6 separate regions of the Mus musculus genome follow, and all the other regions are linked to region 2. The links are chromatin contacts, called in public promoter capture Hi-C maps. All regions are on one chromosome and are shown on one strand. Each heading gives the region's core, a stretch centred on a gene start, on an enhancer-like site or on the middle of the called end of the contact. The rest is flanking DNA. Distances are from core to core; before and after follow the strand shown.

What was found. Promoter capture Hi-C pulls out the DNA fragments that hold promoters and counts their contacts. Capture Hi-C pulls out chosen DNA fragments and counts their contacts.
Region 1: a promoter capture Hi-C map of pre-B cells shows a contact between it and region 2. The contact joins the promoter of Msantd2 here to the promoter of Chek1 in region 2. A contact is called at or near these places in 4 of 39 promoter capture datasets (cranial neural crest, liver, neutrophils and 1 more), 1 of 484 Hi-C or Micro-C datasets (CD4 T cells) and 3 of 115 datasets of contacts at active chromatin or transcription factors (the 230-238 cell line, astrocytes and pancreatic cancer cells).
Region 3: a contact with region 2 is called in a promoter capture Hi-C map of pre-B cells. The contact joins the promoter of Ccdc15 here to the promoter of Chek1 in region 2. A contact is called at or near these places in 12 of 39 promoter capture datasets (the C10 cell line, the HPC-7 cell line, cranial neural crest and 8 more), 6 of 484 Hi-C or Micro-C datasets (CD4 T cells, CD8 T cells, LSK cells and 3 more), 4 of 115 datasets of contacts at active chromatin or transcription factors (the SCID.adh cell line, astrocytes, large pre-B cells and 1 more) and 2 of 9 other capture datasets (adipose tissue and liver).
Region 4: a promoter capture Hi-C map of adipose tissue shows a contact between it and region 2, with 3 times the contacts expected there. The contact joins the promoter of Tbrg1 here to the promoter of Chek1 in region 2. A contact is called at or near these places in 3 of 39 promoter capture datasets (cranial neural crest, frontonasal cranial neural crest and liver), 3 of 484 Hi-C or Micro-C datasets (CD4 T cells, CD8 T cells and group 2 innate lymphoid cells), 3 of 115 datasets of contacts at active chromatin or transcription factors (astrocytes, bone marrow-derived macrophages and memory CD8 T cells) and 3 of 9 other capture datasets (adipose tissue, liver and pancreatic islet).
Region 5: a contact with region 2 is called in a promoter capture Hi-C map of liver, with 2.6 times the contacts expected there. The contact joins the promoter of Nrgn here to the promoter of Chek1 in region 2. A contact is called at or near these places in 2 of 39 promoter capture datasets (cranial neural crest and liver).
Region 6: a promoter capture Hi-C map of liver shows a contact between it and region 2, with 5 times the contacts expected there. The contact joins the promoter of Spa17 here to the promoter of Chek1 in region 2. A contact is called at or near these places in 1 of 484 Hi-C or Micro-C datasets (CD4 T cells), 1 of 115 datasets of contacts at active chromatin or transcription factors (memory CD8 T cells) and 2 of 9 other capture datasets (adipose tissue and liver).

What each region holds. Positions count from the first base shown.
Region 1 is chr9:37,486,714-37,490,773 of GRCm38.p6, forward strand. Msantd2 (Myb/SANT-like DNA-binding domain containing 2) reads left to right here and starts at 2,608. Exons shown (of 4, transcript NM_146222.2): 1 at 2,608-3,120. The coding sequence starts at 2,611.
Region 2 is chr9:36,724,876-36,728,845 of GRCm38.p6, forward strand. It overlaps Chek1 (checkpoint kinase 1), which reads right to left and starts at 1,783. Exons shown (of 13, transcript NM_007691.5): 1 at 1,688-1,783; 2 at 922-1,003. The coding sequence starts at 986.
Region 3 is chr9:37,346,816-37,350,497 of GRCm38.p6, forward strand. It overlaps Ccdc15 (coiled-coil domain containing 15), which reads right to left and starts at 1,542. Exons shown (of 16, transcript NM_001081429.2): 1 at 1,219-1,542; 2 at 923-1,108. The coding sequence starts at 1,102.
Region 4 is chr9:37,655,479-37,659,555 of GRCm38.p6, forward strand. It overlaps Tbrg1 (transforming growth factor beta regulated gene 1), which reads right to left and starts at 1,834. Exons shown (of 9, transcript NM_025289.3): 1 at 1,520-1,834. The coding sequence starts at 1,666.
Region 5 is chr9:37,551,284-37,555,340 of GRCm38.p6, forward strand. Nrgn (neurogranin) reads right to left here and starts at 1,462. Exons shown (of 4, transcript NM_022029.2): 1 at 1,254-1,462. The coding sequence starts at 1,268.
Region 6 is chr9:37,611,535-37,615,309 of GRCm38.p6, forward strand. It overlaps Spa17 (sperm autoantigenic protein 17), which reads right to left and starts at 2,186. Exons shown (of 5, transcript NM_011449.2): 1 at 2,022-2,186; 2 at 302-484. The coding sequence starts at 455. Siae (sialic acid acetylesterase) reads left to right here and starts at 2,287. Exons shown (of 10, transcript NM_011734.4): 1 at 2,287-2,392. The coding sequence starts at 2,326.

The DNA.
Region 1 (4,060 bases), core at 1,358-3,857, 760 kb after region 2:
CTGAGCCGGGCGTGGTGGCACACGCCTTTAATCCCAGCACTCAGGAGGCAGAGGCTGGTGGATTTCTGAGTTCGAGGCCAGCCTGGTCTACAAAGTGAGTTCCAGGACAGCCAGGGCTATACAGAGAAACCCTGTCTCGAAAAAAACAAAAAAAACAAAACAAAAACAAAAACAAAAATCTGGGCCTCATGCAGTGTTTACTGTGAACTGTCCACTATTTTCAGGTTCTTCCTGTATTTACCCATTTAACTCTTAAATAATGCTGTGAGATCTGTCTCACTTCTTAGATGAAGAAATTGTTGCAGGACACAGAAGTGGAATTTGAAGCCAGGCATTCAGACTTCAGAATCCTTAACCTTACCCAAGATGACTGCAAGGTCTTGCTTTTAGATAAGGGGGAACCACTAGTACATGAAAGGCAGAGCCAGGCAGATCAGGGGTTCAAGGACATCTTTGACCATAGTAGGACTTGTCCAAATAAATAAATTCCGTAACGGTTCTTAAGACTTCTTTATACAGCAAACTTAACAAAATACAGTGGTCTCACTTTGTAGTGCTGGCCTGGAACTCATGTAAGACTAGGGTGGTCACAGAACTCTATCTGCTTCTGCCTCCTGAGTGCTGGGGTTAAAGCATGCTATGATGGCATTTTACTATGACAGATGAAGATAGTTATGCCTGATTTTATTACTTAAAGCATAATCCTTTGGCTTTTCAACAATGACCACCATTATTCTATAACTGGCTGACTTCAGCTTTTTCTTTTCCTTGCAAAACCATAACATATATTTGTTAGTTAGAAAAACACTGAGTGACCGAGAGAGACTGCATAATTTATTCATAATATCATTGGTCAGCTGCCTCAGTTACAGTCTGCTTTAAAAACAAAAAACAGAGGCAGGCGGATTTCTGAGTTCTAGGCCAGCCTGGTCTACAAAGTGAGTGCCAGGACAGCCAGGGCTATAACAGAGAAACCCTGTCTCGAAAAAACAAAAAACAAACAAAACAAAACAAACCAAAACCAACCAACAAACAAACAAACACCCCCCCCCCCTTTTTTTTAAATTATCTTGCGTGGGGCCTGGAGAGATTACTCATTAGTTACTCTTACAAGGGACTCAGAACCTGCAGATGGCTTGCAAGTCTTGTAATTCCAGTTCTAAGGGATCTGATGCCTTTTGCTGACCGTTACCAACATCAGGCCCCTTCACACATACACACATAGGCAAACGTTTATACACATAAAACTAAACGAACACATTTTAAAATGAAGTTTAATTTTGTGTGTAAGTGTGGGGATATGGGTGGCATGTCCCATGTATGACGGTCAAAGAACAAGTCATGAGAGCAGGTTGTCTTCAGTCATTGGGCGGGCTTGGCAGCAAATACCTGTACTGGTTGAGGCATCTTTCTGCCACTACTGAGGTTTTAAAGTTAATGATCTGAGATAAACAGGATTTCCAGCTTTAAAGAATATGGAAATTGACTAGGTGGTGGTGGCAGCTCAGGCCTTTAATCCCAACATTCCAGAGGCAGAGGCGGCAGGCGGAGTTTGAGGCCAGCCTGGTCTATAGACTTAGTTCCAGGACAGCCAGGATAACACAGAAAAACCTTGTGTCAAAAACCAAAATAATACCACACAAACAAGGTTATATCTTATAGCTATATGATACTTCAATGTTCAAGACTTTACGGAAATATTCAGGAGTGAGTGATGAGTGCTAATTTACTACTAGGTCACAGGAACAGTTTCATTTCCTTGAACTTGACTGGGAAATTTTAAACCAGTCCCAAATCCCAGTGGACTGAGGTACCGGAGTAGCTATTCTGCTGGGCTCTGGAGCTCTTTCATGTCCCCATTATAGATACTGTATAAAAGCAAGAAAGACATTTACTTTATCATTGGCTACACAGTTACTCAGAGGAACAAGAAAACAAACGAAACGAAGCTTGTGGGTGTGGCTCAGTGACAGGGTGTTTGCCTAGCAGAACACGTGAGTGCAATCAGAGTTGCTATAGAGGCTGAGTTTCTTGAAAAGCTAAAGCGTGCAAACTCTAACTCATATCTGTTCTCGAAAGTCTTGTCCAGAACCACTGCAAGCAGCCTTCCCGCTTTGCCTTCCTCCACATACCCTTTGTAGGGTTTCCTAGTCTCCAGTCTGGACCTCGGTTCCCGTACCTAAAGGCGGGCTTAGAGGGAGGATAGGCTCAGGGGCGGAGACAGGAAAACAGAAATAGCCAATTCGTCCTTAATTCGAGGCCCTCGCGGGCCTCACCCCTGTTGTGAGGGTTGAGATTGGAAAGGAAGTGGGGAGGCTCCAACCAGTCCTTCACTCCCGCGCCCTCATGCCCCCACCCTTCTCTGCTCGGAGCTTGGGTGCGCCGGGTCCCAGCTTCTCCTCCCGGGAGAGGAGCGGCCGGCACCAGCTGGCTGGAGGGGAAAGGCGAAGATTTGCGGGCTGCTTGGGCCAGCCAGACACATCCTCCGGGCCCTCTGACCGCGGCGAGCCACTCAGCCCCGAGCCAGGCCCCAGGGCAGCCCCGGAGACCCCGGTGGCCGGATGCAGGGGTGCGTCACTTCCGGGCGGTGCAGCGGCGGCGGCTTGGAAGATGGCTGCGCCCTGTGGCTCGGAGCTGCCCGCCAACTCGCCGCTCAAAATTCCGAAGATGGAGGTGCTTTCCCCGGCGTCTCCCGGCGACCTGAGCGACGGGAACCCATCGCTGTCCGACCCTTCCACGCCTCGGGGAGCCTCCCCTCTCGGGCCCGGCAGCGCGGCGGGCTCGGGGGCCGCGGCGTCCGGGGGTCTCGGGCTGGGGCTGGGGGGCCGCGGCGCTGCCTCGTCCTCGGTCTCCTTCTCGCCCGGCGGCGGCAGTGGCGGGGCTGCGGCGGCCGCTGCCGCCGCCTGCCGGGGTATGTCGTGGACGCCGGCAGAGACGAACGCGCTCATCGCTGTATGGGGCAACGAGCGGCTGGTGGAGGCGCGGTACCAGCAGCTGGAGGGAGCCGGCACGGTATTCGGCAGCAAGGCCCCTGGGCCGGCCATGTACGAGCGCGTGTCCCGGGCCCTGGCCGAGCTGGGCTACGAGCGGACCCCGTCCCAGTGCCGGGAGCGCATCAAGGTAACCGGCCGCTCTGCCCGGGGCTGCGAACCAGAGGCAGAGAAGGCGGGGAAACGGGCCTGGGGGCGGGGGCCGGGCCGAGCGCGGGGCTCCCCTCCCGGGCCCCGGGTATCCCTTGTGTCTGCTCCGCCTCTTTCTTCTCTCCCTGGGAAGGGGCGCTTCTTTCCAGATGGCCGCCAGCCCGTAGGTTTCCTGAGTTTGAAGTTGGGCGTGTCTGCCGCCGCCCCTCTTTCTTGCCAATTGAGGATGTTCCTGCGCTCTGAAGTTGGTAGTTTCTCTCATTGTGCGCGGGGCCCGCAACTGTCGCGGGTGCTGTCGCCCGCACTGCTTTGTTCCCAGATAGAGGGGCTCCCAGACTGAAGCTTTCCAGCTGGGATGGAATTGAGGAAGGGTAGCAGAGGGCCGGATGAGCGCCCAGTGTAAGATTTTTTTCCTTTGCTGAAGTTTCAAGAATAGAGCATTGGGACGGCTGGCCTTTTGTGTCAGTCGCTTTGCTTGTCAGTTGAGGTGATACAAGGACTAGCAAGATTTGAGGTGCTTTTGGAGAGCTGGAAAGGCTTAGTGAAAGAAAGGTCGTGTATTGTTATCGTGGAGGTAGAGGACAGTAGAGGACACCTTGAACGTTAGTCTGCTTGAAGGTTCTTTTGGAATTTGGACTGGCGATCTTTTCAGAGTCAGGTTGCCTTGAGAGTCAGGAGGCTTCTAATTCTGAGGAAGCCCTCTCTTGTCACCCAGGTTTTTTCTGCTTTAGTTAGGGTGCCCGGATGCGGACAAGTAAAACCGAGTATGCATCTGGCCATCCTTATGCATCAGCATGTTTAAATGTGGAGGCTTAATGTGGGTTAATTTTACCATCAGCCTGCATATCGGTTTACTGTTTCTAATGCGTTGTCTAGGCCTTCGTATCTGCCTTTGCAGACAAGGAGCTGTACTTTAGTTA
Region 2 (3,970 bases), core at 533-3,032:
AGAACACAAATACAGCCAGGCGTGGTGGCACATGCCTTTAATCCCAGCACTCGGGAGACAGAGGCAGGCGGATTTCTGAGTTCGAGGCCAGCCTGGTCTACAAAGTGAGCTCCAGGACAGCCAGGGCTATACAGAGAAACCCTGTCTCAAAAAACCAAAAAAAAAAAAAAAAGAACACAAATACAACCAGGATCAGCTGAGTGTGGAGATCTGAAATTAGGCAGGATGCCGCCAGGGTCTTTTCATTATCTCATTTAAAATTCTAAGACACATGATTTGTTAGGAAAACAATTCTTTTATAAAAGAAAATTTTATAAAAGTAAAATTAAAAAAAAAAAAGAAAGAAAAGAAATTGGACCGTCAAGCACAGGCTTGTCATACCTACCTGGGAGGCTACAGTGTACAAGTTCAAGGCCAACCTAGGCAATTTAACAAGATTTTGATCTGAACAAAAACAAATGTAAGAAGAAATTTGGTGTTTTACAGGCCTAGAAATGTAGCTCATGGCAGAGCATAAGCCCAGCATGAGTGATGCACTAGGTTCAATGTCTACCATCACAAAAGAGGAGGAACAGGTGTGGATGTGCTTCACTCACTCAGAGCCTTGATGTACAAATGCGAATATCCATGCTCTTTGCCACTTGAAATAAAGGACTTTTTTTAAAGTGTGTACTCAGACAACAGGTGGAAAACTAAAGCAAACAAACAGGTAATATTTAAATTAGGAAGACCATGGTAATGGCCAGGCAGGTTAAGCCTCTTGCTGTCAGGCCTAATGATCCCTCCAAACCTTCAACAGAACCAGCTCCTGCAAGTTGTCTTCTGACCTCCACAGGTGCACGCACCATAGCACGACAGACAGACAGACAGACAGACAGACACACACTGCAATAAAAAATTAAAATGAGGACTCAAACTTACTCTCCATAGGCACCTTCTCCCAAAGTTTGCACCAAATCCCAGTCTTCCACAAAAGGCACTGCCATGACTCCAAGCACAGCGACTGTAAAATGCAGGATCCCAGAAAATACTGGGGATGAGTGTAAACTCTCATCACCTGTAATGCCACTGAGCCATGTCTCCTGCTATGATTCCGCACGACTTTCTTTTCATCTTACATCTGAACCATATTTACCCACGTCATAATACTGAACTTGAACATTTTGTCCTGTTTATCACAAATCCTGTTTCCACGTTTGTCCTCCGTCCGCCTTTATGCAAAACTGAGCACTTGCTTGGCTCCAGGGTTGCAAGACAAGAGCTTTCGGGTGAATGATCCGGAAAGGGAGTTGCGGGCAGGTCAGGGTGCGGGGGTGGGGAGCAGCTGGGTGTAACTACGGTAATTACTGCCAGAGCAGCCCCTCCTCCCACCCGCTCACTTCCAATTCCCACCCCAACGGCACGTGTCCCCAGCACCGGGAGGGAACAGGGCGGGGCCAAGCCGCGGAGAGAAGCGGGAGGCAGGGACCCCTAGAGCCGGGAAAGCATGCGAACCCCGGAGCCTTACAATCGCTCTGGTCCCTTTATGCTGGAGAGCCACGGGCCACCCGCTCCAGCCCGGGCTCCGGGCGGCCCTCCCACCTCTCTGCTAGTCTGGACCACTCCCTCCCCGCGCCCGTCCACACTAAACAAGCCCTCTGGGTCCTTTGCTGGAGTTCTTTCCCACTGTTCAGGACGCCCTTCTCACCAAGCAGTCCTTTGCCAGCTGCCACAGGAATCCAAATGCACAGCTTTTCCCGCCAAAACCTGCTTGCGTCATGCTGTCGCAAAAGCGCACACCTCTGCCGTAAAGCGGGCCGGCGCGCGTTGTCCTATCCCAGGCTCTGCAGAGGAGCGACTTCAGTAGACCGACCGCGCAAGGACCCTTCCTTCTAATACTGGCTGAAATTCTGATGTGGCCGTAGTTAAGACACAAGCTGACCAGATTTGGTATTGACGACTGCTTTGGTGAGAACTGATCTCTGAGTCCGAATGAAATGGAAATGGCACGGGGCGTGTGCCACGCCTTACGTTGCTCCACAGAGGCACCGAAGCCTCCATCCAGACTGCGCCACCAGTTGGGCCAAGAACCCAGGTTCCCTGCCACTCAGAGCCTGCAAAGGCTGCACCGTTAAGTACGTAAACCGACCTGCTCTTGACCTCGGAGCCCCAGGGAGGAAGGCTCAAACTAAGCGACACAGAGTGCTCTGTAAACTCAATTGTGCCCCCCTTAGTATTCGAATTGAGAAGCTAGCAACTGCTGCTGGAATTCTGAAAAAAAAAAAAAAAAAAAACGAAGGAAAGCAAGTGTGGTGGTGCATGCTTGTAGACCTAGAACTTGGGAAGCGTAAGCAAGAAGATCTTGAGTTCAAGGCAATCCGAGTTATACAGGGTTAGTCTTACCAAAAAAAAAAAAAAAAAAACGAAGGGGAAAAAAAACCACATCGCCGCGGATGTGTGAGGGGAAAGTGCAGTGAGAGTCACCAATATTGCCTGAACAGGAGGCTCCAGAACCAGTTAAATCTTTTTTTTTTTTTTGGGGGGGGGGGGACACACGACTATTTGCCTGTACTAGCTTTCTTAAACAAGCACGGTGGCCCACCACACTATAGAGATAAAGCAGGAGATACCCAACCAAGATGCTCGCTTTCAAGAAAAAACAAACAGCAAAGTAGACTTAATGGTGACTCATCTATAACCTCAGTCTAGGGAGGTTGAGCCAGGGAAAGTGATTCAGGTTGGTCAGCCTGAGCCAAGGGTGTGTGAGTGTGTGTGATCTTATCTAAAAAAAAAAAAGGAGGTGGGTTGGGGAGCACAATCAATATTCCTTAACTAGGCTAGACTTATGGCATAATGGTAGAATGCCTGCCAAGCATACAAAAGTCTCATAATAGAGAAATGTCAATTCTAAGAAAAGGGACTTGGATACAAAAAATAAGGAAACAATGAAACCATGTGCTGGCTAGTCAAGTGCATTGCCTCTGAGCTACATCTCCAACTCCATGAAATCTAACCTGGAAATGTTTAAACTTAAACCATGTTATCAGTTTAGGGTTCGTGTAATTAAAAACAAGCTATTAGATTATTTCCATTTCTTTGTGATTTCCTGTGTATATTCTGAAATCTACAAGAGGTTGATTTAGTCTTTTTTTTTTTTTTTTTTTTTTGGTTTTTTGAGACAGGGTTTCTCTGTGTAGCCCTGGCTGTCCTGGAACTCACTCTGTAGACCGGCTGGCCTCGAACTCAGAAATTCACCTGCCTCTGCCTCCCAAGTGCTCTTAAATGGAATCTAGGTTCCTCTAGTCTTAAATGGAATCAATGTCTTATTTCCTGGAAAAGACACAGTATCAGAGTTCTGACTTGGAGAAGAGTGTGTATATGTGTGTGTGTGTGTGTGTGTGTGTGTGTGTGTGTTTATGTGTTTGTGTGTACACCTATACCAACAACAGGGAGGTGAATGTAGGAAGACCAGTTCAGGTTCACATTGGTTATATAGAAAGCTCAAAGATAACCTGGAATAAATTAAATACTGTCTCAAAACACCTAATGTGTCTGAATCGATTAAAAGAAAACTGTTCAGACACAGAGGAGTAACTGAAAGTGAAGAGAGGTGGGGAGTAGGAGGACTCATGATAAAACTCCCTAAAATTAGTTAGGAAGGAATAGTAGTGAAACGAGGCATAACACTTGCCTGTAATCACAGCACTTCGGAGGGAGATGGAGAAAGATCAGGAATTCAAAGCCACCCTAAATTTGAATCTAACCTAGGCTACATGAGACTGACTTTAAAGGAGGGAGGGGCCACATAAACAATACCCTCTATTCCTTTCTGAGTATGAGAAATTTTGGGAAAACTGAAAGCCTACTGAAAATAAAAGGTAACAAACACAAAATAATGATTAATCCCAAAGACACCAATGACAGTACAGGAAAGTGACTTGACATGCATCGTGGGAAGCCCAGAATTGAAATGAGGACACCAGGCAACTCT
Region 3 (3,682 bases), core at 292-2,791, 620 kb after region 2:
GAGGGTATGGGGGACTTTTGGGATAGCATTGGAAATGTAATTGAGGAAAATATGTAATAAAAATAAATTAATTAATTAATTAATTAAAAAAAGAAAGAAAAAATACTAAATAAAGCCAAAAAAAACTAGCAAAACCACTCTCATTTGTTAGCAAATACTAACAAATATTTACATCAAATATTTACAATCAAATATCAAATATTTACATGTGTAAATAAATCAAATATTTACATTAAATTAAATTAAATTAAATTAAATCAAAAATTAAATTAAATTAAATCAAATATTTACATGTGTAAACTTTTGAAAGGGCATTTCTTCATCTGAAATGCTTCTACCCTGAGTGTACAGCATTTCTATTCCTTCACAGACAATGACCATAGTTCCTCATTCGTTCAACAACTACATCCTAAGGACCTAGTTTACCCCAAAAACAAAAATAAACAAGAAGTTCCTTGGCCCCGTGGAATTTACAACTTCCTCAGAGTCTATCAGGATTAACCTCTTTCTTTTATTTTCTTATTTTCATTTTGCCTGGATCTGCATTTAAAAACTTATAAACTCTGAGCAACTACTTAACATTTGAAGAGTGACCAACTGTCATTCTTCTTATGTTACAGTGTCGGGAAATTGTACACAGTACCTATGCCATTCACAGCAAACAACCATGTTTGTGAAGTAAACTAGCCTACTTGCTGGTATGTAGTAAGAACTAAGTTAATATTTGATTGTGTCAACCAAAGATGAAGCAAGTTTTGGAAAACACATCATTGTTGTATAATTTTGACGCAAGAATATAACCTGTATCAGAATGGAAACAGCATCCTCCAGCAGTTCATCTTTCTTTAAGTACCAAAAATTTAGAGAAGGCTAATAAAAAGGGCTGGCAGCGATCACAGTAACCGGGTCAACTGACACTCACATGTGCTGGAATTCCCGACCAATTTGGTGAGGCAGGTTCCACCCAAGCCCCAACTGGTATTATGGCCTGGTTCCTCTCAGCCAGCACTGCCAAAACGTCCTTGCTCTTCGTGGGATTTAAAGCCAGGGGCAATTTTGTGGGATTCCGAGGCTTCTTGAGGGGCGCCATACCTCCTGGCATTGACTTCTGGTTAGAAGAAAAGAGAAAGAGGGACAAGGCTTAAGACAAGGGGGAAAGGCGTAAAAATTACTTTCTAGAAGGAACGGAGATGAGAGGACGAAAAAACAAGGATTTACTTGGGAGATGAAAGCCTGCCCAGAGGTGAGCATAGGCGGGCGCTAAGGGCAGGGCTTGAGTCTGAGATGACCGCGGGTGGAAAAGCGCCGGCCCACGGCATGGGGCTGGAGGGGAGTCTAAGGCCCGGGCAGGAGCCGGGGGTCTTAAGAAGCCTGGGCACAGGAGGTGGGGGGCGTCTGAAGCCCGGCCAGGAAAGCGGGGTCCTGTGAGGCTCCAACAGTTGGATAGGAGACCTGTGAAGCCTGGAGCCTGCCGCGATCCGGTCCGTCTCACACACAGACTCAAACTCCGCGGGCTGCTACGCAAAGGACAAACAGCAAACTGCCACCCCGGGGCCCACGCCTGCCCTGCCTCTTCCGCATTTGTCACCCGTCTTGGGCTGGGGAGGCGGGAATCCGAGCGCGGGGATTACGTCACTTCCGCTTCCTGCCCTTTGGTTGGGGAGGACTAGAGCGGGTTGTTGAATCCGGCAGCGAGCTTAGACTCGGCCTCTCTTTGGATACTGGCGCTGTAGTCTTCTCAAATCTCGAAGTGAGAGGTCTGACATGATGAACAGGCGAGTAAGCGTTCACCGCTGAGGAAATCTCGGGAATAGACAGAGCAGTTCTCAACCTAAGGGTCGCTACCTCTGGGGGTCGCATATCAGATATCCTGCAATGAGATATTTTACATTACAGTTCATAGCAGGAGCAAAATTACAGTTATGAAGTCGCACCCAAATTTTATGGTTGTAGGTCACCACAACATAAGGAACTGTATTAAAGAGTCGCAGTATTAGGAAGGTTGAGAACCACTGGGCAAGAACATGTTGCCAGTGGATCCTTGAGAAGCAAACCAAGCCAACAATCAACCAGACTGCGCTTTTATGCAGCCCCTAAGGTTTACAACGCTATTTCGTGATTACCTTTGACATGTTCTTGTGTGTGACCATCACAACTCACTCCAAACAATGCTTGGGATATTTCATTAAACCCAAAAGACATACACTCATTTTACTCAAGGTGTATATTCGTGCTGGGGGTTGAACCAAGGGCCTCTGGCATTCTAGGCAAGTGCAGCAGTGGAAACCCTAGCTGCCTTAATAATTTTGCTTTTAAGTTAGGGTCTCACTAAGTTGCCCATGCTGGACTTGAACTCACTGTGTAGCCCAGGCCTCGAACTTGCAATCCTCCTGCCTTAGCCTTCCCAATGGCTGCCGTTACAGGCACGTGTCACCCTGCTTTACTTCAACATACCTTATTGCAAGCATTTTATATATCAGTATGTTTTCTGGTTACTCCAGATACTCCCAGTGAACAAAGATCCCTTGTTTGGAGAATTTAAAATCCATTGGAGAATTTACACTGACATTGATAGGACATTTCCAGAGAAGACATCACTAGGGCAATTGAAGTTGATCTTTGAGTTTTGTTTGTATTTCATTTTACTCAGTACTGGAAGTTAAGCCCAGGGCTTCATACATGCTGGTCAAGAACTATATACCCTGCCAACTTTTTTTAACTAGTCTACTTTTAAACAGAAACTATATATGATCATAGAACAAGCCTTTATACTCTTCAAGGGAGGGTTTTAGGTATATAGTTGATTGTTTCACAGCTTTTAATGGGATCTCCTAGGTAGTTCAGGTTCCTCCTGCCTCAGCTTCCCAAGGGCTGGAATAACAGTCACAAAACATCATACCCAGGTATAGGATGATTCCAGGTAGGAGCTGGAGAGATGGTTAATTAAGACTGCTTCCTGCTCTTCCAGAGGACTAAAGTTCATATGCCAGCACTCACGTGCTCACACTCTCCTATAACTCCAGCTCCGTGGATCCAGTGTCCTCTTTTTGCCTCCCTAGGCACCTATATACCCCCCACATACAACACACACACACACACTGTCTTCTGGGTAGAGAATGAGCATTAATGTGGGAGCACTGACTGACTGGGAGAAGTGAAGGAGGCTGACTAGAAGAGGATGAAAGGGGTAGAATGGAGATGAGCATGCCAAGTACTCAACATAGAGCATGTTGAGTACTATAATGTGTTGAGATGGAGCACCATCAGAGAACTCTGAGCTAATGAGTACCAATTTTTTTCTTTAAAAAAAATTCCATATGCTGTCTTGAGAATTAGACAAATAAAAATAAGTGGGGAAAGGCTAGTTAAGAGGCTACAACAATTGCCCCACTATGACCTCCCTCCCCCCCAAAAAAAAATCTCATGATTTGAGAAAGAAAAGGCTGAAGTCTGGTGCTAGCCATATAGGAAACTTATTTCCTGGAAATCAGAAATAGATGTCCCAGAATGCCAATAACTTATCAGACCACCTTGCAGGAGATAGGAGCTGAAACAATTATGGGTCAGTAACCATACCTTAGCCAGGATTCTTTAATTATGCCTTCTGTTTAAACTTTATCCTCATGTTTGGACCCCTGGAAGTTGGACCTCTTTGTCCCTCTTCCCATTGTGACCATAGTGA
Region 4 (4,077 bases), core at 584-3,083, 930 kb after region 2:
TTTGGATGAAGAGGGACATTCTTAATGCTCATGCCAGAACAAGATGGTACACCAGGGCTTGCACTCTTTGGGCAAATCAATGGGTGTGGCCACTCCAATTAGTGTGGCCTTTGGCAGAGAAAGGATATAGGACTTGGACTTAATTTAGACCCCCTACAAAATTCTTTTTTGTTCTCCACTACAGAATTCTAAAGACTCTCTATGCTTACAGCTTTGACCTTGCAAAGACAATCTGACCCACTGTATCTTACAGAACAATTACAGGGAGAGAGAGAGAGAGAGAGAGAGAGAGAGAGAGAGAGAGAGAGAGAGAGGGAGGGAGGGAGGGAGGGGGAGGGGAGGGGAGGGGAGGAGGGGAGGGGAGAGAAGAGAAAAGGATGAAAAGTTTTGCATGTAAAATTCTTAATTAATCATCTATTTGCATATACCCAAGTACCATCATTCTTTACTGATGGCTCAGTCTGTCTTGAAACCAGTTTTGAAGGAAATGCCTATTTGGGTGTTTCACAGGTGGAGCCTCAAATTGGTGTTCAAGGCATCAGTTGGTTTAAGTACACGGAGACCCTTTGGTTTCATAAGATCTTTGTATACTTAACGAAACCAACACTATCTTTAAATGTCGACTTGTAAGCATTAGGCAGGCTCTGACATCATGTGACAAGAGAGAACAGTGAGTATAAGGTGTTGACTTCCTGATTTACTCATATTTCCCTCGACACATATACAAGCGTTAAATGTTTTAGCAACAACAAATTGAAAGTCAAAACTTTTCCCGATACGTCTACAAAGACCTTGTAGAAAGAAGTGTTAAACTGCAGGTTCAGATGTGAGGGTATATGGACCGTATACCTATTACCAAGCAAGCACTGAGGTGACTGGCTAAGCTAGAATAGTCTATTTATTAGACTGTTATCAGATTTATTAGACCCTAATACTTCTTGGCTGGTAAAGAAGTTTACTCATCAAATCCTAAATCCCTACAATTAAAGCAGGAAGTGTCTATACACCTCAGCAGGAGGAGGTAGCCTGTTTCCTGATGTTGAGTTCCACTTTCAGTTTCGGATGGAGGGAAGGCAGAAACACCTAGAAGCCTCGTCAAAGGGAGCTACAACCAGGACAATTTTGAAAGATTTAGGTGCCTGTTTACGAAAGCGGCAGCCATGGCGTTAGGGTTGGGTGTACTTAGGAAACAGGCTGTGTAGAGTAAATAATAAACTGGAATCAGGGTATCCAAGTTGGAGTTAGGGCACGTCATCCCTCTGGGCTTCATTTCAGTGTGCTCGCCTTAAAAGACACTCCTTAGGCTCGAAACGAAAAGTAGCAAGAAGGTAATGACTAAAGTTTGCTGGCGGAGCACTCTTCAGTCCTCATTTATAGAGGAGTTGACAGGACTAGAGGAATAACTTATGCAAGGATATGGAACTAATATTCCCAAGCGAGGCAACTAACACTGGACGGATATTCTTTCTCTGAGAGAGTTGAGGTGGGGAAGACAGTCCCCACCCAAACCCAGACTCACAAACACCGTGGCCTTAGCTGCTCTGCGCAGCCGCAGGTACTTCAGCCGGTACTTCTCGTTCTGGCTCTTCCTCGGGAGCCTTTTCATCCTGGCCTTGCTGGACAGCGGGGTGCGCGGCTCGGAGGCCAGGCCGCTCAACACGCTCATGATCAGACCGGGTTCTGGAGCTCCGGGGCGCGGAGGGGATGGAGCGCAGGCAGAAACAGATGGCGATCCTCGGCACTTCCCAGTCGATTTCCCAAGGAAGACCCGCCGGAAGTTGCGCAAAAGCACCGCCACGTGTAACTTCCGGGTTTGGAAGTTGCGGTGGTTCGGACCTAGCGGTGGGCTGGGAGGACGGGTGTGGCTCAGGGTTGCAAGGAGCTGGAGCTGGAAAGAACCGGTCCTACCCGGCTGATAGCCAGCGAAGTAGGGAAGAGTTTAAAGTCCTGATGCAGACGCTCAGGCAGGTGCCCTCAGGGAATGCACGTCCACATCTGCTTTCCCAGGTTGCTCTGAGCAGCAGGCCTTCCTGGGGTTTTAGCAGACTTAAATACTAATGCGGGGAACTCAGTTTCCCATATGTGCTGATCGCACAAGTGTTTCTTAGGCTGTGAACTTCGGGGATAGTAAAACAAGACCTTGATTGCCCCAAAGCTTGGTATCTAGTTAGCAAACTGTTTTAATAAAATGTTAAGTAGCACAAGGTCGGCTTTCAGTGGTTTTAAAATGAAACCAGGAGCGTTTCAAGTACACATACTTCCTATCGTTTTTTTCTTTCAGTAGTGTCAAACCAATTGACTGAGCCTCTTTTTCACATTTTGTTTTTGTTGTTTGTTTTCTCCCTCTCAAAGTAAGAAATGAGATGGGGTGGATTTCCAAACTAGTGTACTCATATAAAAGATAATTATTGTTAAATTCTCCAAATCTAGACGTTTACGGTTGTACATGGAAGCCAAGAAGTATGTTACATAATTAACGCGCTCACTGAATTACTAGAGAAAAACCTAATACTGATAAAGACAACTTAGAATTCAGTAAGTGATCCAAGTATTTAATCTCTGAAAACTGTAAAAACCATTGCAGTTTTGACAAACTGCAACCCAAGAGAAAAAGCGTGTAGATACTCTTCTATGACTGCCCATGTAACAAGCTGCTTTTTTTGAACTTGGTTGGGTCTTAATAATGCAACTCCAGGGTACCATTTGCCTTCACAAATACCTAAGGTGCTCCTGTGGATTTAGTTGGTTTTAAAAGCCATCAGAATTGTGACAACTTATAAAATACACTGCTTTGAAAATATATACTGGAATTCTAGCTTGGAATCTGAAAGCACTCATAGTAATCGAAATTGACTTTATTCTTAATAAAGCGTTAGTTTTAACTGCCTGATTTGCTGTTTAGCTGCATTTTGTTCTCATAGACTTTGACATCTATCTGACTTTTTGTATTATTCATCTTCTTCGTGTGTTGTGTCTATGAGGAGGAAAGTCCCAGCCTCTGCTTTAGTTGAAAGCTCTTTTGGCCAGTAGACTTCAGTGGAATAGTCCCAAACATGTTTATTATTATTTTTTTTTTTCACTTGAGACTTTTTCTTTTACAATTAAGGCAATTTTCTTGCAAATTTGACAAAAAAGAAGGTATTGTTTATTTGTTGGCTTTGATAGACTGGGTTCTTAACAGTGCCAAACTCTCTGTGTAGGGAAAGATGACCCTGAACTCCTGACCCTCCTGTTTCTATCTCCCAAATTCTGGGACTATAGCCATAGACAACCATGTCCAGCTTGGGGAATTTTTTTTAAAATCCATGGGCTGTGATCTAACTCAGTGGCAAAGCACTTATATTATAGGTGAAGAGCTCTGGGTTTGATTTCTAGCATTCCAAAATGAGTGGTGGATGAATGGATGGATGGATGAATGAATGAATGAATGAGTAACAGAGGCCCCAAGTTCAGTTTCAAGAAACCACATCCTGTAGCGCACAGCTATTTGTAATTCCAGCTTTAGGGGATCTGACATGGGCACTTGCACTCACATGTGTACACACCTGTCATCCATGTAGACACATAACAAAGGTTTGAAAAAAATAACAACAACAACAACAACAACAACACAATAATAACTCCCCCTATCCCAAACCACCAAGACACCCATAATACTGCCTCTTTGGATGAACTACTATTAATATTTTAGTATATGTTTTGATTTTTCACAGAAGTTAGACAATACTGAATACAATGTTTCTTTTTGCTATCATCTTTAAAAGTTATGACTTTTTCATAAGCATTATTTTTATTTTACTTTTTTCTCCCAAATCATGGTGGATCAGATTTCCTTTTCATGGTATTTCTTCCCATGATCCTCTAGGAAGATCCATGACAGGTCTGGATTAGAGAGCTGGGCAGAAGTGAAGGTGAAGGAGGACGGAAAGGAGAAGGACGTGATGGGAGAGGTGGTGTGTTATCAGAACCACAATGTAAATGTTATTATAACAAAACAGATCTTTTGATGACAGCGATCCTTTGCTAGTGTACATGTGGGGCAAAGTGCTCTGGTGTCTTTGTTTTTGAAATAGCAGG
Region 5 (4,057 bases), core at 212-2,711, 830 kb after region 2:
TATGTATATATTTTTTCTGATCTATACATTTACTGCTATGAGCATTTACAGTAATGAAAATCAGTATGCTTCAAAGAGGGATTGGAGGGCAATCTTTTGAGAGGACAGGGCTCCACACTTGTCAAAGGTGCCTACTTGGGGAAAAAAAATCACATTTCTAAGCCCCATTTGTACAACTGTAAAAGACCTACCTACCTGGGGTGATCAGGCACTCTGGCAGCTGTTATTTATTTAACAAGAGTTAAAATGTCAGCAATGGCTTGCCCCTAAGTTCTCACTGCGTCTTGGACACTGGGCATTGGGAAGTGTCACCTCTCAAAGATATGGGCTATTCCTCCCTTCCAAACTTATTTATTTTGCACATTGTGGGAGAAAGGTGGGGTTCCTGCTGTCGTTAAGTAACCTCTGGAGTCTTTAGCCAGAGTGACAGAAAGAAAACACTAGGAATTTGGAGTCGTCTCTTTCCTTAGATCGGAGGCTAAGAATAAGCAAACACGTTTTATATAGGTATGGGTCACTCAACTCCTTTAGCCAGCTAGGAGCCAGGACCAGTGCTGGATGCCTTCATACAAGAGCCCTTAACAAGATCTGCTTTGGCGTTAGGCACTTGCAGCATCCAGTTTCCGTGTAGGCGCTGATAGACACTTCCTCCCCTTGCCCACAGGGCCCTCTCACGGTCACTCACCCAGCACCTTCCAAAGGAGAAGGTTTTGGGGGCTGAACCAGCTCCACCCCAGAACCACACTGACTAGGTTCTTTCCTGCCCATCACCACCAAGACCAGGGTGGATTCTCCCCGACTTCGCCACATAAGGGCTTAGACGATCATCTGAGGGTCGTGAAGATCTTGCCACAGTCCGCGACAGCAGCAGTGGGATAGGAAATCGTTTGGGGGCCAAAAAATACCAAGGGAAAGGACTAGCACACCAGCAACTTTCCTGTGTCTCCGTGGGGGAAGTTCCACCTCTCGTCTAAGCAGCAGCTTTCCTGCATGAAAGCTCTGCTCAGATCCAGATACAACCTAGATTGTCTGGCCCATGGGCGCTCAGACGCCCCCGCGAGCTGGGGAGCATTTTCCCCAGGGCTTGGCTCAGATCAGGCAGGCGCCTTCCATCATCCAATACAATATTTCAGCACCATTCTTTCCCACATTGTTCCTAGGTCTTCCGCACCCACTTCCATCCCTCACTCACCCCCCAGGGGTTCTCGTGTGCCCCTTGCCCCAGAACACGCTGAGTTCAAGTATGGACTTACCGTGCAGCAGTCCATTGCCGGTGTTGAGGGTCCTTGGCTGGGGTGGAGCCTGGCGCAGAGCGGGGGTGGGTTTGTACGATGCTGGGTGGCAGCTCAGGGGCTGTCGGGCACTCCCCGACCAGCGCAGAATCCTTGCAGAACCAGCCTCTCTCCTCTTGGGTCCGGTCTCCCGCGCTCCGCAACTCTTGCGAATGTAACCTGAGCCCTGCGGCCTCGAAGCCAATCAGAAGACACTTTCTGCAGGGTGGGCGGGGAGAACTGGAGCGAGGACCACTCCTTCTCTCGACTCTCTCCGCCTCGCTCGCTTTGGTGCTCCAACCTCTCCACCTACACACTTCCATCCATTCCTCCTACACACCCCATCTCCCAAATTCACCCCCCCCCCCGCTTTCTAAGTCGCAGACTGCCAGGCAGATGTACGTCGGAGTAAGCACAAGGCCTCCAACATCCAGGGCACAAATACACATCTGGGTGCAGCACGCCCTACCGCCCATAGATAGAAAACCACGAACCTCACCCACCTCCCTGTTCTAGAGTCCCAAACATTACTCCCTCTATTTCCCCTCTCTGCAGAGATGCCCTCCTCACTCTAGTTACAGAGAAACCTGATGGTAGACAGCCTACATGATGGGCACATAGTGACATAGACGCTCCAAGCCTCATGCATCCATACATACTCCCAGGCGGGGTGGTGTGGTGTATCTTCCCACATACAGACACTGCAGACACAATAGGCAAAAACAACTCCACAGGGCCGTGTCCACACACCCTGTGAAGCACAGGTAAACGGTAGACCTCCTGTTAGTTAGCACATAGACAAAAATACCTGCATTCTCACTGCTGGCAATGTCTGCACTAAGTGTTTTCTTTTTAAAATTTTTAGCAAGAACACTGTATTGTCACACGTTGATTCTACGTATTAATTGATTCCATTGTGACCTACTTGTGCCCTTTAAACCATGTTCACCTGGTTACCCTCTTTTGCCCCTTCCCACTCCTGATAACCCCTACTCTTTCCACAAGTATCCCTTTTATTGCCATGTCTTTTTTTTTGGAATGGGGGGGTGTCGAGAAGGAACCCATTGAATTTTGTTAGTGTTGTTTATAGGAGCACGGGCAAGGGCTTCTTTACAGCATTGTAGGCACTGTACTAGTGACTGCACCCCTAAAGTAAATGTCTCTCCCTACCTCACCAACTATTAATTGTGTATAAATCTTCAGGGTGGGGTGGTACCTCATAAGCCCCTCCTCTTTCCATGATAGAGTGTTAATGGGCCCACTCTTGTGGAGATCTTGTGCAGGTGATCCAGCTGTTGTTAACTCAATAGCCAAGTCATGACTGGAAATCATCATTCCATACCTCACCCCCCTTCTTCTGGTTCTTAAATTCTTCCTACCCCTTCTTCCATGATGTTTCCTGAGCCTTGGAAGTATTGGTATATATGTGTCCTCTCTATGACTTGGCATCCAATAGCCTCTAATTCTCAGTATTTTGACTAGTTCTAAGTGTCTTCCATCATCACCGACCAAGTATCTATTTTGTATCTCTCCATGACCTGTGATCTATCTGTCTACTTATCCATCTATCTATCCTTCCATCCATCTGCACCAAATAAAATCACGTACACCCAGCACCCACTTTGAATGTATTTATATCCTGGTACAGACTTAGCACACCCACCCATCCCACTCCTCACACTAGACTTCCTAACCTTTTGATTCACCGCTTCAAAATAAGACAAAAGTTAGCCACCCTCACACTTGCTCTTTGGAAGAAAAAGGATGCTGTCAAACCAAGCAGTGTTGCGGTTATCACTGGTTTTGGCCCTTTGGGCCCATGCTGGGGCAGGATGTGGTTTAGAGAGAGGCTGGAAAGCAGAGATATGGAAAGGAACATCTGGGGTATGTAGCTTGACCTTTTTGTGGTCTCTAAACCTCCTAGCCTGTCAGGGTAGTATAGCTGACTGTGTCACATGATACCTCCTAGCCTGTCAGGGTAGTATAGCTGACTGTATCACATGATACCTCCTAGCCTGTCAGGGTAGTATAGCTGACTGTATCACATGATACCCAGGTGGTTGGGATCCCTTTGAGAAAACTCAAGTCCTCCTCAGCTAAGTTCTCCAAGGAGGGACAGGGAAAAAAATTACTGCTTAGAGTAGAGAGGAAGAAATGCCTGGTGTCTCTGAACAGGACAAGGGACCTCAAACAGCCAAGCTGCAATGGATCCCACTGTCACAGGCCAGCCACACTAGGACTGTTGAATGCTTCTATTCCACTGAGTGTCTAGGTCATGGCTTTCCTTGTTAAAGGGAGAATGAGTGGGAGGGATATACCAGTGTCCACTCAGGTTGGGAACATGATTAGCCAGCTTGGGGCTCCGAGCTGAGCTGAAGGCTGGCTGGGATTCCAGGGTTGGGGTGTAGGGGTGTCTCTCCCAGCATGTTTGGGACCCACCCACCCCTGTAACAGCAAATCTGTTCCCCAATCTGTCTCTGGCACATCTTTAGTCCCCCCCCCCCTCCACCAAATGGCAGGATGTCCTAGGAACTAAGGTCCTTGCCTAAATGACAAACACATCTGTAGCCTCTGCCTGTGCCAACTTCCCCTGTGCTTTTACTCCAGGACCCAGAGGGGAGACGGAAGGGGGAAACAGAGGGGCAGAGAGGATATCAGATCTGGACTCTGCCTTTCCCAAATTAGAGCTGAGGAATTCGGGATTTGGTGAGTCTGCGGTAAAGTCTTCGAGTTGCTAGGCAACATTGCTCTGCAGGCTCTGCTGCCTCTGGGCCCTTCTTCCTGCT
Region 6 (3,775 bases), core at 936-3,435, 890 kb after region 2:
AAACAGTAAGAGCCGTACTTGCAACCACTGGCCTTATAAAGGCTTTCTGCACAATGACCATGATTTTTAATGTTCTTTTTTTCTTTTTTGTATGTGTGTATGTTTTCATGCTCCCGTGTGTGTGTGTGTGTGTGTGTGTGTATGTGTGTGTGTGTGTGTGTGTGTGTAGTGCTAGATATGTGTTTGCACGTACATGGTGGTCACAGGCTGAAGACATGTATATTCCTCAATCTTAAGTTTTACCATAATGAAATGCTTAGTTTATTTTAAAATTCCTATTTTTTTTTTTAAAAGAGCTTACTCTCTCTTTTCTCTAGAAGGTTCTCAAAATACGCTGCGGCAAAAGCTGGTATATTGTCCGGTTGCTCCCTCAGAATCTCCCGTGTCAGCCCTTCAAGAAGATTTCCAAATCCTTGTGGAATTCGGTAGTGGGTGTTGGAGAAAGGAATCGACATCTCCTCGGAAAGAATTGCCTATATGGTACCTAAAGATTCAGTAAAAAGTGCCTAATTTAAATTATATAATCACAAGTTTCACAAACCAACTCACTATCACGACTCAAATCATTTCTCAAACACACATACCATATTTTGGACTTTAAAAAGAAAAAAGTCACACAATCTAGGTCCTGGTGCTCTCTCTATCTCAGTAGATCTGAATCAAATCCACGCACATCCTATTGTGGCCGAAGTGAACTGACTCTCACAAAATGTTCTCTGACTTCCATAGGCTGACGACATCATGGAGGCCGTGCCCATACACATGCACATACTAAATAAATGAACACCAAATTCACCCCACCACGTCTATCCTTTTCTCCTAGAGTTTTGAATTCTACCACTGAACTATTTTGTTTGTTTTCTGAGACAGAGTCTCTCAACATAGCTCTGGCTGTTCTGTAACTATGTAGACCAGGCTGCCCTCTAACTCAGAGATCTACCTGCCTCTGTCTCCCAAGTGCGGCGATTAGAGCCAGCCTGGTGGATAAACACTATGCTTTGTGAATTATAGTATCATAAATCCAGATCCATTAAATTAGACAAATACATATTTTCAAAGTTAGAGAACCACAGTTTTCACTAGATTAAGTACTTTGTTTTTCTGTCCTTAAGAGGTGAGGGTAGATGTTGCAAGCCCACAGTATTGAAGAGACAATGATTGCTGAGAAGCTGGTATAAACAATCCCCTTTACATTGCTGAGAAGAAACTATTTCAAGTGCAGTACTTGGGAGGCAAGGGTAGGTGGGTCTTTGTGAGTTCAAGGTCAGCCTTGTCTACAGGGTGAGTTTCCGGACAGCCAGGGGCTAAACAGAGAAACCCTGCCTCAAAAACCCAAAAATCAAACAAATAGCAAGCAAGCAAACAAAAATCTAGTCGTTCTAGAAATTATTATAATTTGTTGAATAGTTTCACTTGTTTTTCAGCCCCAACTTTTGAAGCATGTTCTCAAGTGCCTCTGCTTTCTGATGAGGGATTGTGAAAGGGGAGGTCGTGTATTTGGGAGTCAGCTTTTGATGTTTGGGGAATCTTATTTTCTGGTTTTCTCAGGCCTTCTTTTATCTTATTATTCGAGGACTGGCTTAAAGGTGGCTGACATAGGATTTGATTATTGAGAAAAGAGAGCTTCGGGTCTGGGCGTGTGCTCCCTCTGCCTCCCCCAAGAAGCACAAAGGCGGCGCTGGTTGGGGTCGAGGCTGGAGGACTAGAGGTTTAACAAGGCCTAACCTGTGGAGTCTCTTCCCTTTCTCTCTTTTGGCCACAAACAGCAGATTAGATATCGAATCTTGAGAGCTGTGTAAAGCCCTGAACCGGGCGGGGGAGGACAGGCTGTCGAGGGGAAGCAGGTCAAACCGTGGGCGGGACGCCAAAGACCTAGCGTTCCAGATTCTCCGAGAAAGGGCTTGCCAGGCTCTCTGTCTGGTCCAGGAGTTGCGGGAGTATTGGAGATGCGGAGAGACTACGGCACGAAGGAAAATGGCGAAGCCTCCACATTGGAGAGGGAGTGGGGGAAACTGCCTCACCTCTTCTTTCTCTTCAAGCTGGTGCGGATGGTTCCAGTGTTTTATCTCGTTGCTGGGTAACCGTTTTTTTTTTTCTTTTTTCTTTTTTCTTTTTTTTTTAACTACGGAGGCCGGGAGGGGAGCGCCCTGCGCCGCGCCGCGCCGCGCCGCTGATGGTTTCGCGTACTGAAGGCTTGAGGGTGGGGCCCGATAGGTAGACCCTCCCAGGCCCCGCCCACTACGCAAGACCACGCCTCTGCCCTGTCCCCGCCCCCGCATAGGGGCTCTTCCTGAATTCGGCGGGTTAATCAGGATCTTCACAAACATGGTTTCCCCGGGGCCTGTGTTTGGGATAGTGCTGCTCATAATCGCGCGAGTCAGCAGAAGTGCAGGTGAGGTGTCACAGCTGTGCCGGACCCTTGCCTTTCAGATCTTCTGCAGGATCATGGCATGCGTCCCCTTTAAAGGTCTGGTTTGAGTCAGAACTGGACTTTTCGCACCTAGTTCTGGCTCAAGGTACTGTTGGGCCCATCTACTGCCTTTTTCATGCAGGGTACCTCATTTGCAGCATAGGAGGCAGGGAGAGACTTCGGTTTACCCATTGGAATAGGCTCCAGAGTCCCCAGACCGAAGCCTTGAGGAGAGCTCAAAGAGAAGGGGGCGAAGCTTAGTTAGATAATATTTGGAAACAGGTGTCTGAGTCATCCAAAATACTTCAACACCTGCCCCCTCAGTAGTGCCCTTGGGGAGGGCTTCTGTCGGGATGGGTGCCTTGAGGGAATTAAATTTTACTAGTTTCTAAGTGGTTATTAGGGCTAAGAAATACAACCCCCTCACTAGCTCAGAATAATTTAAGGTTCAGCTCTGAATTTTGATACAGCCTAAGAGATACTAGTGGAGGGGTAAGACTCATCACACTGGAGAGGGAGCTATTTCACACTGGCCATTGTGCAGGTCAGAGCTTGTCATCTGACTAACCTGAGCTGGACATTGCCCTCTGCATGGAGATATCAAAAGATAGGAATCTATTCACTTAAAGTAAAAGGTTACTGCTGGAGCCACCCACCCTTCTTTTCTTTGTATCACTGAAAGAGTGGACCTCATCCATAGACTGTCAATAAATGAAATTTGGGGGGGGGGATGAGAATATAGCTCAGTGATAAAGCTCTTGGCTGGAGTGCTAGGAATTTGTGGTCCCATTACCATTATCCTCACAGCAAAAATGAAATTGCAATTCCTTTGGAATTAGATGACGTTGATTCTCATTCTGTCATAAACTACCTTCTGAGGCCTGTCAAGGACATTACTGTCTTCTTTCTTAAGAACTCTGCTACACGAGTAAGCTCCTAGTAGATTGTAAGATCCTTGGCAGCAAGAATTTTTATCTACTATTGGAATTATTTTTCCTTCCAGGGTTGCAGTCTCAATGTGTAAAGTACTAGGTATCATTAAAGAGATATTCATTGAATTCATAGCTGTTCTAATTATTCTTTAAAATTGCTTAATCTATTTGTGCTCTAGTCCCTTGATGGGTAATGTGGTTAGGTTATATCTCTTCATCGGTAGTAACACAATTAACACGTTTATTATAAAGATAATTTCCACCTCTAAATTTTTTTTTTCTCACCATAAATCCATTCACAAAGAGCTTCTATAACTGAATGTTGGCAAACACAGAAGGGCTTGGGAAGGCATTCCCCATCCTATGGACTGCAACATTGTTGCCCATGTAAGGAATATTTTCTTCACTCTGTTCTTCCAACTCAAGTCTTCTC